Linked DNA regions of Mus musculus: region 2 is linked to region 1. A link is a contact called in public HiChIP or PLAC-seq data. All regions are on one chromosome and are shown on one strand. Each heading gives the region's core, a stretch centred on a gene start, on an enhancer-like site or on the middle of the called end of the contact. The rest is flanking DNA. Distances are from core to core; before and after follow the strand shown. Region 1 has its middle 53 kb from the start of Gm30789. Region 2 has its middle 190 kb from the start of Gm30789.

Evidence for each region. HiChIP or PLAC-seq counts read pairs in DNA pulled down with a chosen protein or histone mark.
Region 2: an H3K27ac HiChIP or PLAC-seq map of stem cell-derived epiblast-like cells shows a contact between it and region 1, with 3 times the contacts expected there. The contact joins two enhancer-like sites. A contact is called at or near these places in 1 of 484 Hi-C or Micro-C datasets (embryonic stem cells) and 3 of 115 datasets of contacts at active chromatin or transcription factors (embryonic stem cells, epiblast stem cells and stem cell-derived epiblast-like cells).

The regions. Positions count from the first base shown.
Region 1 is chr3:18,693,848-18,698,272 of GRCm38.p6, reverse strand. No RefSeq gene overlaps it. Among named protein-coding and RNA genes, the nearest start is that of Gm30789, 53 kb to the right of the region's middle. Within about 2 kb of position 2,647, at least 62 of the 459 cell types and tissues checked have an H3K27ac peak or open chromatin away from gene starts, as enhancers often do. A contact at or near this core is called in embryonic stem cells and stem cell-derived epiblast-like cells, where this site is marked.
Region 2 is chr3:18,827,017-18,831,441 of GRCm38.p6, reverse strand. No RefSeq gene overlaps it. Among named protein-coding and RNA genes, the nearest start is that of Gm30789, 190 kb to the right of the region's middle. Within about 2 kb of position 2,456, at least 12 of the 459 cell types and tissues checked have an H3K27ac peak or open chromatin away from gene starts, as enhancers often do. A contact at or near this core is called in embryonic stem cells and stem cell-derived epiblast-like cells, where this site is marked.

The DNA.
Region 1 (4,425 bases), core at 1,398-3,897:
GTGGCCTTGTTGAGGTGCATTCCTGAGGGTGGGCTTGAAGGCTTCTAAAGCCTGTGCCAGGTGCAGTCTCCAGTTCTCTGCCTCCTGCTTGTGGATCAGCTATAAACTCTCAACTACTGCTTGCTCTAGTGCCATGCCCACCTGCCTGCTGCCAGGTTTCTTAGTTTGAAGGGCATAGACTCACACTCTGAAACTGTAAGCGAGTTCCCAATGAAATGATTTTTTATTATAAGGTTTATTGTAATTGGCAATGATATCTCTTTACAGTAATAGAACAGTAACTAAGACAATAGTAGTATTGGGAAGCAATGGCACTGGTCTCAGGAGGGAGCTTACTGCTCCTCTTGTCGCCAGAAAGCAAAGGGGTCTGGGGACCAGTATGTCCTTCAAGGGCACTCCTTCATTACCTAAAGACACTTCTAAAGAGATCAGCACCTGCCAATAAGATCAACCTAGGGACTAAGCCTTTAACATGGGCTTGTGGGAGACGTTCCAGCTGTAAACCACAGTATTCTTTGCCTTCCTTAGTTTCTTTTCTATTTAAAAAGTAGGAAGGAGATCTGAGGCCCTGACTATCCTTTTGAAGTTTAACAGAAGAGTCCACACATGAAAACCAGTCTTCTAGATTTCAAAGATTGGGGATTCACCACCCCTAACCTATTGTCTCCTGGAGCCTATTTTATGGAATGTATACTAATAGAATCATGACAAGAAATAGTGGTCTTGCCACTAGTTGGAATCTAAAGAGTTGGGTACTTATTGTCATTTAAATGAAACATTTAAATGACTGATGACACCCTCCCTCCTTGCCTCAAATTCCAAGTACAATCACTCTAGAAAATGTTTTTAAATAAAATTCCATCTTTCTACCTCCTTTTAATCCAAAAGAAAGGAATTCCTCTTCAGCCCACACACTGTGTTATTGGGAAAATGATTTTTGGGAAGAACAAGATGATGCGCAAAGAACTGAACTGAAGCTCAGATACTCTGAATGGAACAGACAATCTTGGGGTCAGAAATTTATAGTGCAACATTGAAAGGTGTATTGATTTTACATAGAAAAGGAGAAATGTCATTATATTCAAAGACGTTGGGCAAGTAAAGTTACAAACATTGAATGGAAGGGTATTTAAAGTTCTGTCCTAGACAATACTTTTGTTTGCTTTGAGAGTTTTACATTTTGAATTATAAAGACATGTTAAGTTACTGAAAGTATAACAATGTAAAAACAGAATTCTAGGCCTTTAGGCCCAGGCTTGGGAATGTGGCCTTTGTAAAGGTATGCTAATCATAAAAGAGATAGCGACATTCCTCTACCCACCCGCTTCCTGGGTTCAAAGAGTGCTCATTCAAAGAAAGTCACCCTGGCCATTACCAGAACCTGCAATGCAAATGTGCTATTGTTAGGGGCTCTTAGAAGCTGTCTTGAGAGTTAACAATTACCAGGTATTCCTTGTGACTCTTGTAACTTTACACTTCCTTGTGACTCTTAACTGGTATCTTTGGTATCTTCCAACAAAGCCCTCCCCACTTCCTTGAGTTTCGGTTTCTTCCTTTAAATACCCCCTTACCCAGCTACTCGGCGCGCCACAGTCCTCTACCCCTGCGTGGTGTATGACCGTGGGCCCGAGAGCGCTCTTGAATAAAAATCCTCTTGCAATTTGCAACAAGACCGTTTTCTCGTTGGTGATTTTGGGGTGTCGCCTCTCCTGAGTCAGAACGTGGGGGAGTCCTCACGTTGTGGGTCTTTCATTACCATACTGCTATATGATACTGTTTCTATTTTCTTGTCTTTTCTATTATCCGTGCTCCCCCCTCCCTTCTTCCCTCCCTCCCTCCCTTTCTTCCTTCCATTCTTTCTTTACCTCTCTCTCTCTCTTTCTTTCTTTCTTTCTTTCTCTCTTTCTTTCTTTCTTTCTTTCTTTCTTTCTTTCTTTCTTTCTTTCTTTCTTTCTTTCTTTCTTTCTTTCTTTCTTTCTCTGTTGCTAGAAATTAAAGCCAGAGCCTTGTATATGCTAGGCAAAGACAGTTCCACTGAGCTATCATCCTAATTCTTTCTCTAGACCTGTTTTTAAAATGTCTGGAATTGTAGTAGAGTTTGGGGAGACATGAATGTGGGACTGCATATTTTTCTCTGTCTGGCTGGTTTAACAAGATCAGAAGTCATCTTGGTATTCTTCCATTGGTGCTTATGGAGTTCCTGTGCCTTTCCTTAGAACATCCGGGATTTGATTTTGCTTGGTGGGGTTTTGAAGTGATATAGATCTTGGTAGAGGGTGTTGCATCAAGGATGTCCTCTGAAGGTGATGCATTTCCTTATCCAGCACCTTTTCATGATGTCACTAATTTCTAGTGTTCTACTTTCAGCTTCCTAATCTCCTCCATGCTGTTTTGAGCCCTTTCTACAATCAGCCAACATCACAGAGTTTCTCCCACAGAGATGTCCTCTCATTACTTTACCCACCTGTGGAAAAGCTGCTCAGTTTATCTATTTGTACTCTTGTTATATTCTGGTTTGTATCTTCAAAAATATTTGGAATTGTTTAAAAGAGGCTTGGCCCCTTTAAAAAGCAGCTTCAGCAGGCAGGATGACAGAGGCAGTGATGAAAACCAAAGCTGTTGAGAGCTGCAGCTGTCTGGTCCTTTCGTATGCAGATTTATGGAGTTGGGAGGGGTTGGAGAATGAGCTAATGGAAGGCTCATGAGAGAGCCTGCAAACACTGAAAAAAAGGGGCCTCAGAGTCAGGCTCCTGGTGTTTTCAGGCTCACTCAAGAAATCAGTAGCAGCTAGAAATGGACAAGGTGTTTTACAATCCAAACACTGTTACCTGGTCCAATTTACTCTTCTACAAAAATGTCAAGTGATTTGCTGAAGGTCACAGACATAGCAAATAGAGCTTCAGAATACTTCTGGGGGCCAAGTGTACTGGGGAACACTTATGAAATCCAGATGTGCTATACACATCTGTTCTCTTCTAGCACAAGTCAAAATGTTAGAAATCAGGGTGAGAGTGCTAGTGGCCACGCAACGCGGGCTGGAAAGAGTGTTATGATGTTGCCTGCATAGCCTGAAAAGATTTTTCCAGAAAAAGAATTTCAACACAAGCCAGTATGAAGCAGAGTTGGAATTTATTACAAAGAAAGCTTACTATAGATTTAGGCGCAGGGCTTAATAGAAAGATAAAGAGGCACTGGTGGTGAGGATGAGGTAAGATATATCCAGGCATCTACTCCCAGGGTATAGGTTTCTCAAAAGAATCTGGCTTTTAATATGTTTGGAATAGTTACATATACATACAGTTTTACATATACATAGACACATACACATACACATACACACACACACACACACACACACACACACACACACACACACGTACACATATACATATGGTTTTAGTTGCTTTTTGAGGTTATATATCAAAGGATTTTAAGGAACTTAAAATTTTAAGGAACTTAAATGGAGTAGTTCTGGAGGTGAGTTGGATGTGTAAGACCCCAACTCAATATGTCTCCCAGACCCCCAGAAACAAAGCCAGCATGAAGCTCTTTGTTCTTTTACCTGGCAGCCTGAGAAGCAGATAACCACTGGGTGACCCACCCAGGCACCAGGGACCAGGTAAGGGACCAGGAATGTTTGCCAAAGATAGCCTGTAACCCCTCCACCAGAGATGAGCTGAAACTCAAATTATGGTATTTACTCAGCTTCCCCATTCTTTGTGGTCTTATCCTCCCCTTTCTTTGTGGTCTTTTCCTTCAAAAACTCCCAACGGCGACTGCTAGGGGTCGATCTCCTCTATCCCTGTGAGGGTTATGAGCTTGAACTCAGCATGCTGACTACTCCCGAATAAACCTCATGCAATATTGCATCAAGAATGGTTTCTCTCGAGTTATTGGGGCATCGGCTCATTCTGGGACTTGAGCGAGGGTCTCCCCGATACGGGGTTCTTTCAGATGGAATTATAGATGATGAGATAAAACGCTAAATCACAGTGATTACATGGGAAATTAAGATTTTTTTTCTGTAAGTAAAAGTATATCATCTTATTTGTGATATCATAGATTTTTACATCTGGTAAAGAAGAAAGGACATATACACTTAAGCCTTAAGCACAACTCATTTGAGATATCTTTATATAAAAGGCAAATTTTCTCGGTGTACTTAACCCTCATACCAAATGTTATCAATTATGCTGAAAGTGTTGGCTAAGCTGGTAAGCAACTTCAACTAGATTCCAGGGTGAGGGGCTCAACTGTCTGTCTGTCTATCCATCTAATCTTTTTATCCTGATTGAAAGAGATAGACAAGCAAGTCTTGTTGCATAGTAACAGGCTCTTAGCACATACTACTCCATAGTGGAAGTACCACTCAGGTCATAAATCTCAGCAGTACTACCTACCAAAATGAAGACAAAGACCTGATTC
Region 2 (4,425 bases), core at 1,207-3,706, 130 kb before region 1:
TCTGTGCAACAAAATGGATATAAAATATTAAGTGATTATTTTTCAAAGAAGAAATCTCAGTGTCACTAGAACTTTACATTTTAAACCATATTAAATCTATTATTATAGTGATGCTGCCAAGAAAAGTGAAGTCTTAACTCTTAATTCATGGCTGGTATTAATATTTATTTAGTTACATACACAATCTTTTGTTTATCATGTATTTATAGAAAGGAGAGAACAGACTCCACAATTAGTTTTCTTGTATCTAGGACAAGCTTGTTACTCCCAGGACACATTTTGATGGTACTATTTCAGCATTGACTATTTTGAAAACTTGGAGAAATCTCTTCAAAGTCAACACTGCCCAGTTTAAAAATATCAAGTTGGATCATATACCGTAACATATTTAAACACTCCAAGTCTATGAATTTTAGACGGGGCTCAATTAAGTTGGTGTTCTTCCATCTTTCATAAATCATGCCTAGCAAGATTATACTCCTTTCCCTCCTCTCCCAGTACCCCCAGGGACAGAGACTGCAGCTTAACATTCTCACAGTCACCCTAGTGCTTATGGTGACACTGAGCATACTGGGGACAGTACTAATTATTTGACATCAGGGATTAGTTGTCTTTCCTACTGCTGAGTTTCAATGAGTATCTTTCTGGCTTTCCCCGCCTCCTGTCAGATTTTCTACCTACAGATAGTAGAAAGCCCTAGGGAACATCAGAGGTGCAGGGAATCAGGGAACATATGGTCAGAAGAAAATTGGGAGCTAAGCTGCCTGTGATAGATTTATTGTGGAGATTTGGGCACAAAGAGGTCAGAGAAAGGTGTTCTAGAACATTCAGAGACATATAATATGCTATTGTAAATGTTTGCTGAGTGACTATTCTGAAAAATAAATGAAATATATGATAAGTGAAAGTGAGAAATCCACCAGGGGAAGTAACTTGAGGTTGGGAGACAGATCCTCTGGGAGGGAAATTGTTTGCCTAATGTTTTACTGAAGGGAGGAAGTACTTTCCCCTCAGATCTTGCCCAGAGACTCAGATTGGTGCCGAGGATGCCTGGCTAACAGAACAGATGAGGAAATAGATGCAAATTGATGTTTTCTTTACCATGTCATGCTTCAAGCATGCCCCTCCATAGTCTGCGTACATTCAGATTTGAATGTAAGTTTTGTTGTCCAATTGCAAATGAAACAGGAGAGTGGTTGGTTATCACCATAACAGTCTTGCACTATTGGACCATTGCACATCTTGTTTGGCAGTCAGTGTTGTAGCATGTAGGTTCAGAACTGAATATGATCTTTGATGTTTTTTGTCCCTTAACAAGCTGCATAGCATTATCCAGCACTATGAAAGCCAGCTAGCAGAGAAAAGTTTTCAGATCAACTCAAGACTAACCTATTTCTATCCTACAACCAAGCATGTGATGTCTTCAGCAATGGGTTCTTACCCCATTCCCAACACTGAGATTTTAATGTATTAACCCATTTCTCTTAGGAGCAGCATTGTTCTCTAATGCAGAGTACTTCTGTTGTTTGTTTGCCTTTAGAAATTATACTTTTAAGTAGCTGACAAATTAGTGGGATTTCATAAAATGTCTTCATACCTGCCTAGCTTTGGCGAACCCAACTCTTGCTGCTCCTTTCATTCAGTACCCTGTCCCTGTCCCTGTCCCTGTCCCCACTTACACCTCTGCCTCCTAGTTTTCTCTCCCTGTTCTTCCATATCACATATTTTCTACTATCTGATCATTATATTTCCACGTAGAAGCTGGGCATTGCTGCAGACCTTTTTGGTCCCTGTCTGCATAGAATGGGTCTCTGGTTGCAGGTGGACAAGGAGTCGGCGAATGAATGACAGACAGAATCACACGAGAGACTGTGTAGAATCTGAATGTATTGTCACAAAGTGAACACCAGTCTTATATAATACAGAAAACAAAGGGGTAGGATGTCACAGCAGGCAAAATTGAAGTTACCTGACACAAAACAAAGGAATGACTTCAAAAGGACTACAGAAACCAGCTAATATTTACAGTAAAGATAAAATAGCTCTGCTTAGGGTCAGCTAATGACAGGTAAGTATTTCACACCCTAGTCACAATTTGGGCTACTCCTTTGAGCCTTGTGAAAGCTAGCACCAGGGGGTTCTGCTCTAGCAGACCTTCTCATGAATAATGCAATACCACAACCTCCCCTCCCCCCTATTTCCTAGGCCTTGATAAATTCTTGTATGAGTGTAACTTGGGTGTTCTTTTAAGTATCTGTGGAGAATCTCCATTTGTCAGAAGAATTCGCCAATTTCCTTCTAATATGCAATGTAGCCTGTTATACCTGGCTGTAGAGAAGTTCCCTGTCTCAGGGGGATTCCCTAACTCTTTCATGATAAATCCACCTAGTAGCTAGGCCATTGTGTATTCCCTTGTTTGGGTAAGACTGGCTACTGCCCTAAGTAATCACTCTGCAGACTAGCCCTGAGCTATTTTAGCTCTGTTCTTTGTAATGCCTAATTAGTTTCACTGAGTCTCTGCTAGAAGTAAATTTGAATGTTATTGAATAGGTAACATTCTTACTGAATTCCTACTGAATTCCAAGCTCATCGGCTTCAAGCATTTTCTAAGACATTGGAACACTGGTGGAGGCTTACCTATGTCAGAATTCAATCTTAAAAGGCACTTATAATAAAATAATACTAAAAGAGAGCACATGGATCCATACACCAGACTAACTCGGGGATAGGGTATGAGTATACAGGTTATGAGAATGCCAAGGTTCCAGGAAGTTGAGTTTCCTTGAAACTCTTTGCCTCATGAGTGCTTCCAGGCCTGCCAAGCAGACTTCACTGGAGTGTGTGTAGCAGGGCATGGTGGTGCACACCTTTAATGCCAGCACTCAAGAAGCAGTGGCAGGCGGATTTCTGAGTTCGAGGCCAGCCTGGTCTACAAAGTGAGTTCCAGGACAGCCAGGGCTATACAGAGAAACCTCATCTTGAAAAAAACAAAACAAAACAAAACAAAACAAAACAAAACAAAACAAAACCAACAAAAAAACCAACAGCAACAACAAGAAGTACAAGATCATTGTTCCCAAATAGCTTCTCATGAACAGTTCATTTTGGTTGAGTCTTCCCTGGTCCTTTATTTCCTACCCTAACACTCTACTATAGATTGAACCTTTTGCCCACTTGACTTTCATTGTTACCCCTTCCACTTTCAGTATTCCCCTCTCTACTTTGACTTCCTCTACACCTACTATCCTTCCTCCTTAAAGGTATACCCTGCCACCAATGCCCTGTGTCGAGTTTTCTAGCTTTCACATGTACTCCATATTAAACGCACTAAATATTTGAAAGTGAAACTATTACATAAGAGAAAACAAATAGCATTTCTCCTTTTAGGCCTGGATGGACCCCACTCAGAAGTATAAGATTGTCTAGTTACATCAATTTACCTACAGATTTTACTATTCTTTATTGCTGAGTAGTATCTTATTGTGTATATGTACCATATTTTAATTATCTCTCCATCAGTTTAATGGATGCCTTCTTAGATGTTGTAAATAGAGTGTCAGTAAAATAGGCTACTAAGTTCTTTGGGTTCATGCCTACAAGTGATTTGAGGCTTTTTATTTCAGTGATACCATCAGTATTGGATCATCATCATAGTGATTTCTTCCTGTTATCCGGTCATTGCCCTATGTCATAAGATCCTGAAGCTTTGGATCAGCTGAAATCAGGCCCTTTCATGCATCCCAACACATCCTAACAGCTCACACATGATGTAGATGCTGTGGTGGGTCAATGCAAAACTGTGGATCTGGACCTGTGTGGTAGCTGAACTGGTCAACCTGCTAGCTCTCTCTTATCCACACCACCAGAGTGAGCTATAGCACCACTCCAGGTAGGTCTCCTAATACTGCCATTAGCAGGAGGCCAGGGTCAGCTCTCTTTTGCTCATGCTCTTGGGGTCTGGCTCACAGGAACCCATGCCTCAAGAGCCAGCACCACTGTGTTGCCCAAAGCCCAGGGCCCACTCTGCCAAGTGTTGCAGCCAGGTAAGGGCTGGGCCAGCTCTCCTGCTCTCACACCCTCAGGGCTGGCTCACCTGTGCCTTTGCCATTGGGGCCACTTGCACTGTGTTGACTAGGTGAGGTGCAGGGCCTACTCTCCCAAGTGCTACAGCCAGTGAGAAGCAGGGACAGCTCACCAGCTCTCATGAGGGTCAGCTCTTCCAAATGCTTCAGGTGGCAAAGGGAAAAGGGAGGAGGAGGGCATCACCTCCATGCCTGTACCACCTCACAGCAGAGGAGTGGTGGGGCCAAGACTCCCATGTTCTCACCCTTACTGGTGGGTCACCGGTACCTCCAAAACCAAAGCCAGCTCTGCTATGCTATCCAGGAAGATGAGAAGTAGAGCCAGCTCTCTAGATTGCTACAG